Linked DNA regions of Mus musculus: regions 1 and 2 are each linked to region 3. Evidence: chromatin contacts called from public ChIA-PET and Hi-C data. All regions are on one chromosome and are shown on one strand. Each heading gives the region's core, a stretch centred on a gene start, on an enhancer-like site or on the middle of the called end of the contact. The rest is flanking DNA. Distances are from core to core; before and after follow the strand shown.

Evidence for each region. Hi-C and Micro-C count contacts between places; a contact is called where the count stands out from the background. ChIA-PET counts read pairs in DNA pulled down with a chosen protein or histone mark.
Region 1: a Hi-C map of CD8 T cells shows a contact between it and region 3, with 4 times the contacts expected there. The contact joins two enhancer-like sites. A contact is called at or near these places in 8 of 39 promoter capture datasets (embryonic stem cells, hematopoietic stem and progenitor cells, liver and 3 more), 5 of 15 datasets of contacts at CTCF or cohesin (CD8 T cells, the NIH/3T3 cell line, embryonic stem cells and 1 more), 92 of 484 Hi-C or Micro-C datasets (the 4T1 cell line, B cells, the C10 cell line and 45 more), 11 of 115 datasets of contacts at active chromatin or transcription factors (CD8 T cells, T-cell acute lymphoblastic leukemia, acute myeloid leukemia and 7 more) and 1 of 9 other capture datasets (embryonic stem cells).
Region 2: an RNA polymerase II ChIA-PET map of effector CD8 T cells shows a contact between it and region 3, with 23 read pairs. The contact joins the promoter of Mrpl33 here to the enhancer-like site in region 3. A contact is called at or near these places in 2 of 39 promoter capture datasets (the SN4741 cell line and macrophages), 1 of 15 datasets of contacts at CTCF or cohesin (the NIH/3T3 cell line), 9 of 484 Hi-C or Micro-C datasets (ECoMG-derived neutrophils, the HL-1 cell line, the STO cell line and 4 more), 6 of 115 datasets of contacts at active chromatin or transcription factors (effector CD8 T cells, embryonic fibroblasts, embryonic stem cells and 2 more) and 3 of 9 other capture datasets (adipose tissue, embryonic stem cells and liver).

The regions. Positions count from the first base shown.
Region 1 is chr5:32,190,686-32,193,575 of GRCm38.p6, forward strand. No RefSeq gene overlaps it. Among named protein-coding and RNA genes, the nearest start is that of Gm36732, 7.1 kb to the left of the region's middle. Within about 2 kb of position 1,541, at least 142 of the 459 cell types and tissues checked have an H3K27ac peak or open chromatin away from gene starts, as enhancers often do. A contact at or near this core is called in CD8 T cells, Th2 cells, group 2 innate lymphoid cells and 1 more, where this site is marked.
Region 2 is chr5:31,612,190-31,615,401 of GRCm38.p6, forward strand. Mrpl33 (mitochondrial ribosomal protein L33) reads left to right here and starts at 1,762. Exons shown (of 4, transcript NM_025796.3): 1 at 1,762-1,833; 2 at 2,414-2,432. The coding sequence starts at 1,812. The region is part of intron 2 of Gm38424 (a long non-coding RNA gene); the gene reads left to right.
Region 3 is chr5:31,917,087-31,920,068 of GRCm38.p6, forward strand. All of the region lies in intron 7 of Babam2 (BRISC and BRCA1 A complex member 2), which reads left to right. Among named protein-coding and RNA genes, the nearest start is that of Gm52770, 80 kb to the right of the region's middle. Within about 2 kb of position 1,660, at least 50 of the 459 cell types and tissues checked have an H3K27ac peak or open chromatin away from gene starts, as enhancers often do. A contact at or near this core is called in CD8 T cells, Th2 cells, effector CD8 T cells and 3 more, where this site is marked.

The DNA of each region.
Region 1 (2,890 bases), core at 291-2,790, 270 kb after region 3:
GCAGAAATTTACATGGACAGGTCACCCCAGTGAACCCCTGAAAAATCATGTTTTACACAAAGAAAGATGAGGGATCCTGACTCTACCAATGGAGTTGTTTGTTTGTTTAACTTTTCTAGCATCAGGAGTCTTCACTGGGTTACAGGGGAAAGAATTTTACCTCTTATACACTGAGTAGATTACTCACGGTTTCTTCCCACCCTGTAGGACATCCCTAGTAAACCCCGCCTGACACTGAAGAATGTGAGCTGGGGACAGTCTGTCCCCTCTGATTGCACTGGAGCTAATGACATGACACTAGGGGAGCCCTGGAGAGTTGAATCCTCGTTCTCTTTGCTGTCCTAGCCCATGCCTGAGATATCAAAGTGCCATCAATCAGTTCATTTTGAAAGAGGGGATCTCACTATGTGGCTCAAGCCAACTTCAAATCAATAATCCTCTCTCCTCAGCCTCCCAAGTGCCAGGATCGCAGGTGTGTGCCCCATACCCAAATCAAAATGCATTCTTCTGAATTCTAACCCCTCTATCCTGAGAGGTTTCGTTCCATTCTCGTTTAGATCAACTGGAAGGAAATCCTAAAGGGTCCAAGCAGCAGTCCTCAAGGTCTGTGAGGAGCAATGTTTGGAGCAGTGGCTGTTTGGGGAGGGTAAAAGAGAGAACTCAGAGGTGGGGCTGCCTCCTGCTTCACGGTCCTGGTGTTATTTTCCATACCATTTGTGCCCTGGCTACACCCATGTTAGGTATGGGGAAACTGGTACTTCAGCCCTATTTACCAAGTGCCAGGAGAGTCTAGCTTGCGTGTTGTTTTGCCTCTATTAGTATGCTCAGCTTGCACTGTAACTCCAAGAATGTTAAAGAGACATTTCAAAATGCATTGAATTAATACATTCCTTTGCAGTGATCCTATGTCCGCTAAATGTTCCAAAATGCGACACATGGAAAACGGAAAACAGACCTAAAGTGTGTGTTTGACTGACACTGTGAATTAGGGCATCCCTCAAAGTATAAACACACCCCCCCTCACTGAATACATATCCCTGCAAGGGTAATCCCTGGGGTAGGGGCCCTTCTAAAGAAGCTGAGGCTAGACCACCAGTTTCAGGACTGCTGCTATACCTCACTGTGCTGGGGCAGAGCTGGGTAATTTGGTCAGAAGAAGTCAGGTAGTTCTCCAAGGGGTTAGTCCTCTGAGCCTACTTGCCTAGAAAGACATTAGGGTTGTTACCTGTTGCTGAGAAAGGCTAGCATCACTCAGGGGCTAGGAAGAGAGAGCAATGGATGAGGGCTTGTATGTAATTCATTGCTAAATAAAGGCTAGCCTCCTCCTGCCATGCCACACATACACATATACACACGTACACACACAACTGCGCGCACACACACATATACACACATGTATACACACACACACACACAAGTACAGACATGTACACCGCCCCCAGGCCTGTTGCCTTGCCTGGACTCCTGGTGCACATCTAGGGCTGTGGTCTAGGGAGCACTGAACTCATTCACCCTCCCAGCAGTCGGGCCATGACGCGCGTGAGCCTCTGACTCATCTCGATGTCATCAGCCCTATTTCCAGGAGTGAGTAACTCAGGGAGGGAGGTGTGGTGGGGGGGGGGTGGAGGGGTTGAAGAGGCAATGTGGTCCAGGAAGAGCCCCATCCCTCCTCCTCCAAAACAGGAAATGCTCCACTTCTTAAGAAAAGATGCACCCTGACTCTGCTCTGAAGTGGGCGGCTACACATCGAGCTGGCAGTGTAGGGACAGCAGAATCCAAAGCTGCCAGGACTTGTCTCTTCACCCCACCCCCAGTATCCAGGGAGTGTGTTAGCCAGAAGAGGGGCCAGTGGACTCTGATCAGACTTAGTAACGATAACGCATGCTATCAAGTATTTGATTCCCACTTTGGCCTATAGGCTTCCCAGTGCTCCATCAACAGGAAATACAAGGCTGGGATCCGAAAGCAGAGCCCTTCTTTCCCAGTCCGGCCTCACTATGGGCTAGGAAGATTTCCTCTGACATGAAGTCCCTGCCAACTTTGGCTTCTTTTCCTCTCTGAGATTCCAAATTGGGCTCAACCTGGACCTGACCCTGTTTCTTCCGTCATACTTTGAAATCCCAAGAGTGAGTGATTGTGGATGGGCTTCAAGTTCAGGACAGACCTTTGAAATAGAGTCACTCTGCCCCCCCTCACCCCCTGGCCTCCCCACCCCCCATCCCCACACCCAGTCCTCTGGTTTTCCAGACAGGCTCCTATAACATCCAAGGCTGGCCTTGAGCTTTTAATTCTGCTGCTTTTAATCTAATACTGTGAAATTATAGGCAGCCACCACCACACCTAGCTTAGAGTCCTTTGGACACAGCACTGGACCAGAAGATCCTGAGTCAAATAAAGGTTAGTAATTCTGCCCATAGTCTGCAAGGTGCCCTAATGTCTTAGCGCCCCCAGCTTGAGGGGTTAAGGTCCCCTGTCAGCTGACAGGGGACCTGGTATCTTACTTATCTTTGCGTCTTAGATTTCCTCCTACCTGATTCCTCTCCAGAGAGGTCTTAGGAAACATCCTTAGTTTCCTGTGGGAAGAATCTCCAGGAGAAGACCATGCTTAGGAAAAGACCTTGCATCTTGTGCGCACTCTCTGTGTCCTGGGCTTGACACTGCCGCTTACACTAAAGAACTTTCTGGATGGATCATCACCTATGTTGCCTGTGATGCCGATGTCATCTTCCTCATGTTTCTGAGGGAACTGGGGCTATATCGTCTTGATACTTAAGTGAAGGAGCAAGATGGGAACCCAGGTCTGGTGGCTTTGTGGCCGTTGCCACTCTTCTATAGAAAGCCCTGTGATGACCTCATTCAGGATTCTAACTGCAGACACTAATGAAACAGA
Region 2 (3,212 bases), core at 512-3,011, 300 kb before region 3:
TTCCCTCCCCAACTCCAGCTTCCACAAAGGCTGTACTTGTTCTCCTTACCTAACTAACTGCACCTTTCCTTTCTGGCTGCCTTTGCTGCTCTGCACTTTATAAGGCATAGAGGGCTAAGTTCAGGTGGAAAGAAAAACTAAATCTGGAATTACATCTGTATCAGTAACATCTTAATCAAGTCACCAGCTGCCAGCACTGTGTTAGGTGTAAATAACAGGCAGATGTACCTAATGGGAGGAGAAAGTAATTGCCTCCTTCACACTCCATTCAAGCATTCAAGAGACATGGTATCTTTTTTGTGTTCCTGTGTTATATGTGTGTACATGTGAACTGGCACACATGAACATATGTGCATGTGTGGAGGACAGGCCAATGTTGCTTTCTCTCTACCCTATTTAATTTTTTTGGAGATAGGATCTTTACTGAACCTGGAACTCTCTGATTTAGCTAGACTAGCACTAAGTACATGCCTGCCATATTTGAAAATTTAAAATATGACCTCCAGATTTTGAAGATTTGGATTCAAGACCTAGACTTTCCACTAATAACTGGAACAGCCTTGGCCAAGTTAGTTATTCTTATCCTTGGATTCCTCACATGGAAATGGAAATACAGCATTGCTGAGAAGATCACTTAAGACAACAACAACAACAACAACAACAACAACAACAACAACAACAACAGGCCAGAGAGGATTGCTTAGCCACTATGAATATTTGTTGCTCTTGTATGGGAGTAGGGTTTGCTTTCCAGTACCCACATGGTGGCTCACAACTATCATAACACTCTGGTTCCAGATTTGAAGCATGATGCTAAACTTCTCAGGTACCAGGCACACAAGTGGTACACAAATATACAAGCAAGCAAAACACTCAGGCGTAAAAATAAATTATAATATAGGGAGAGTCATTATAAACACACAAATTAAGCAAAACAACAGCAAAAATAATAAAATCCTGATTATTAATTGGGAGATGAAGTTACCAGTGAGGTCCCTGGTGGTGGAGTTAGGACTTCTTGCACAGGCATAAAAATATTGCTGGGCAAATGGTAGATCAGAGTACAATATCCAGAGACTACCCCACCCGGGGATCCATCCCATAATCAGCCATCAAACCCAGACACTATTGCATATGCCAGAAAGATTTTGCTGAAGGGACCCTGGTATAGCTGTCTCGTATGAGGCTATGCCAGTGCCTGGCAAATACAGAAGTGGATGCTCATAGTCATCTATAAGATGGAACATAGGGCCCCCAATGGAGAAGCTAGAGAAAGCACCCAAGGAGCTGAAGGGGTCTGCAACCCTATAGGTGGAACAACACTATGAACTAACCAGTACCCCCAGAGCTCGTATCTCTAGCTGCATATGTATCAGAAGATGGCCTAGTCGGCCATCACTGGGAAGAGAGGCCCCTTGGTATTGCAAACTTTATATGCCCCAGTACAGGGTGGGTAGGGGAGCATATAGGGAACTTTCGGGCTAGCATTTGAAATGTATATAAAGAAAATATATAATAAAATTAAAAAAAAAAAAAGATAGATCAGTGTCTCTTGGGAAAGGCTACATGTTTTGGAGCCAGGCAGATCTGGGTATTGTGATATTTGGCAGTATTATCTTTTGTATGGAGGGGGGGTCCTTCCCATAATACCACAAAATTCACTACCAATAAATCACTGAGTCAGAGACTGCCCGAACTTCAGGGGAGGGCGTGGCTTCTGTCCACTTCCTGAGCCTTCTACCGGAACCCGCGCATGCCCCGGAAGTAGTCGTTGAGCTCTTTAGGCGGGTCTCGGTGAGAATCGGTGGACCATGCTGCTCTCCGCTGTCTCTTGTAAGTCGGTCTGAGGCGGCGGCAGGGCCTGCGGCGTGGAGCCGAGGCGGTGACCCGCAGGTCCCGAGGTGGAGCCCGGAGGGGTGGAGGACCTGGCGCGGCGGCTGCCACCCCGCGGCGCGCCTCCGGGTCTGGTGAGAAGGCGGCGGGAGCCCCGTCGCCCTCTGCAGGGGTGTCCGAAGAATGTCTACTGGCCGCTGTGGTATTACCCCGCTGCCTGGCTCCTGGCTGACATCCTGATTAGAGTTAGCATCTCAGGCGACTTTGCTGCAGTCTGTAAAGTTCAAACAAGAGCTGTGTTGCAGTACAAATATTTACACTATAGAAGGGTGGGGATAGAGCAGATATTACTTAGAACGATGTTAAGATGGCAGACAACTGTTGATTATACCAAGACAACAACAACAACAAAACATTCATAATTGTGTGGGCCAGACTCACACCAGGAAAAAGTTATTTTAGTGTAAAGTGGGGAATACTTTTAAAGTGTTTTTGGTTACAACTAATGTTGATAAGCACTTCGAATGAAAAAAATAACAACCTTATCTTTTTTCTTTCTTCCAACCTTTACACACACAAGTTGCCAAGAGCAAGTCAAAGTAAGTAAGGTTTTTGTTTTATTGGCCCAGTGTTTGGGTTTGATCTCCCAAGAGTTGATCTGGGGTTATTTATTTGGTTAATTATTTTGTTGATGTGAGCACCTTGGGGGAAAAGTCCTTTGATGGTGCTACCATTGACAGTTCGATCCTGGGTTGCAGATACATAAGCTGAGAATGCATCTGATATACCAAAACCACAGATCATGTCGCTTAGCAACCCTGCTTCCTCTTCCCTTTGTGGCTGGTAGGAAGCCGAGGTACCCGTTACTAACTGGGGAAGAGAGCACAGTGGGAAATGTGGCCTCTTGCAAAGCAGTGCATTTGCACTGGGTAAACTGAGGATGTAAGTTGAGGACTGTGCTGTCTCCCTTCTGTCCCAGGGAGTATTCACAGCCTTTGTGTAAAGGAACTTTGCTTCTGGTCTCACCTCAGAATCTATTAGTTCATTGCTTTGCTCCTAAAGCAAGCATCAGGCTGGTGATCTGTTTGGCTCTACCTAACCAGAGCCATTTGCCTGAGTCTTCTGCAGGAATCTACAGATGAGCTCTGATTTGATGGAAACCTAGAGCCTGTTTATAGAAGTCAGTCCAAGCACTAGAAAGATTGCAGAGCTAAGCGTTAGGCAGCTGGAACTGAGAGGCTAGACCTGTGCCTTGCCTATGGGCCAGTCCATCTGTTCCATAATTTCAGCCCTAGGAGGCACAGACTTAGTGTCTTGTAGGGCTCCTCACAGAGTAAGTACCCCATAGAGACTTGTTGAATCCGTGTGACTGAATGGAT
Region 3 (2,982 bases), core at 410-2,909:
GAACAAAGGTGCTGGAGACAACTGTTCCAGTCTGCATGCCTAGGTGGTGTCCGCAATTGACAGATGAATTATGGCATTCCTCTCTCCCCACTCTACTCTCTCTCTCTCTCCCTCACAGAGGGGGCAGAGATTATCCAGCTGTAAGAACAGAGGTACTGCCATTTTGCAACAACATAGATAAACCTAGAGATTATTCTGCTAAGCCACATAAGCCAAACACAAGGAGAAAGCTACTTTATAATCGCACATCTGTGTGGAATCTTTCTTTAAAGGATGAACATATAGAAATAGAGATTTCAATAGTAAAATGGTGACTGCCAGACCCAAGGAGGACGTGGAAGGGGGAGGAGTAAACTAGAGGGCTTGGATTTGCAATTGTTTAAACTAAATGCATTTAAAAGTCAAAAAAATACATGAGGACTGTAGTCTGTATTCTACAGTGAACTAAAAATTTACTAAAGTACTACAATAGTAAACAATAATGCCAATATGAAGACTATGTTATATTTGAGCAGAGGAATAGGTATGCATGTGTGTGTACCTTCGTGTGTGTGGCTACACATGTGTGTGTCTGCGCTTGATAGCACTAATGAGTTCCTCTGTTTCATACTTTAAGTGCTCTTATGGTGAGTTTGAATAGTTTACACTGAGTTTAAAAGATACACAAATGCTACTTCTTAAAGCAGTTCTGCAGCTTCGATTGTTGATCTAGAAGTTGTGGAGCTTGAGGAGTCATCCATTCAGTTCTGACAGCAACCTTGAGCTGTGCCTGGCAAGTGGTGGTCAGTACTATTGATATCTGGACAGTTAGACTCTAGCAATGCTGACCTGGGCCAAGGGATCTCCTTGGCCTTAGTGGTAATAGTTAAGTGTTTTCCAAGGTGGGCCTAGGCATTTTAAATGTGACATTACAATTAATGAAACAAGAAGAAGAGACAAGAAGCTGGTGGGATGCCGTAGGGGGAGCTGGGGGATAGATGTGCTGAGTGGGTATGAGCAATATATAGTGTAAAAATGTATGGAACTTTCAAAGAGCGAAAAGTGCAATTTAAGAAGTAAAAATCAGATTGGAACTAATTTACTATCCATTTAGAATCATACTGACTGCCCTACTGTTTGAAAGAATCCCCATTCTACTGTGCTAATAGGTGATACCTTGTGAGGCTAGTGAGCATTCGGTAACTGTGACGTTTCAGTGCCTTAGTCTCTACCTAGTCCCCAACCTCTGCACCGTTGGCTGTTTGGGTTGAATCCCTAGTTTTATTTGGGAGGAAGGGTTTTCTCTTCTACTACTTGAAAGTCAGTTGCATCCTTGGCTTCTACACACTGGACATCAGTAGCAACTGCCAGGCTGGAGAATCAGCAGTATAGGACTTGCTTTGCGTGAGGACAGTAGAAAGCATGGGGCAGTGGCAGGAACACCTTCCACGGAATATCAGTCTATGATCATCAATCTTTAGGAAGCCCTCAGGGCCTATTTTTATCTAGGCTCAGGTTTCACAAACCCTACACTCAAGCTTTGCACTTTTCATGAGTAAAGGCTACCGCCCCTACACAATTCACAGCAATTCAAAATTAAAGAAAGCCTTGCACCCGCAGCACTGCCTGGTTATCATGTATCCAACTCCCCTAGCTCCAGGCCCTCAGTGCTCAGAGGTGCCTGTCTGTCTGCCCACTTCCTGCCCTCCTCTGCTCTCAAGAGGAAGCCGCAACTTACCAAGTGCTGTCATTTGAAAGTGTGTTTCTTGGTTTTAGCCGTCATCATTTTGTTACTTTTCATTACTGCTGCTGAAGGTCAAGTTTCCAAGTCAGGTCTCTGTTTTCTGTTTATTTGTTTTGTTTGTTTGGGGGTTTTCATGTTTACATTTTAAAGCTCCCTTTGATAGCATTATCAGCAACTTATTTTGAAAGATTTTGTCTTGAAGATCAATAGCCACAAAGCCCAATTTACCTTTACCCACATTCTCAGTCTTTGGGAAATAAGTGGAGAGCCTGTACTCATGGCAGCCTTTGAAACTCTCTTCTATCTTAGAGAGTTGTTGGTGCCAGAAGTGTAGCTCAGTGCTGAGAGTGCCTACCTACCCCAGAAATGGAAGCTGTTCTCATTTTGACAAGTCGTTTTTAAAACTTTATGTCATTGTCTTAGGGTTTTACTGCTGTGAACAGACACCATGACCAAGTCAAGTCTTATTAAAAAAAAAAAAAAACATCATTTAATTGGTGCTGGCTTACAGGATCAGAGGTTCAGTCCATTATCATCAAGGTGGGAGCATGGCAGCATCCAGGCAGGCAAGGCACAGGCAGAGCTGAGAGTTCTACGTCTTCATACAAAGGCTGCTAGTGGAAGACTGACTTCCAGGCAACTAGGGTCAGAGTCTTAAGCCCATGCCCACAGTGACACACCTACTCCAACAAGGTCACACCTATTCCAACAAGGCCACACCTCCAAATGGTGCCACTTCCTGGTCCAAGAATATACAAACCACCATAGTCATGTTCGCATTTAAGGTGGTTAAAATATTTAGGTTTTTTGCTTCTCCCCCTGAATTATTATTTTTAAAGGAATACAAACAAAAAGAAACATGTTAACATTTTAAACTTAGTCCCATTGGGAAGTTTTCGTGGCAGTACGTTGCATTTCTCAACATGGATACTGTGCTCACTTTGGCTTGTGGTTCTGTTATGTAGTGCAGGACCCTTCACATCACTTACCCTTGTCTGCTAAATGTCCAGTACAGTTTTAGATGTCCCATCAATGGCTCCTGTCACCTCACTTGAGGAAAATATAAGTAATCGTTTTTGTTTTGTTTTAGTTCCAGTGGGAAAGTGGCTACCTTTTTAGGTTATTTAACAAGCTTATTTCTATTTATAGAAGAGATTTCTAGGGTGATCCTAGAAACACCCTAAGCTTACTCTGGTTGGCTGGCCCGTTACTTTCAGGGTGAGATTTTTCGCCTTGGAGGGCTGTGTGTGGAACCTATA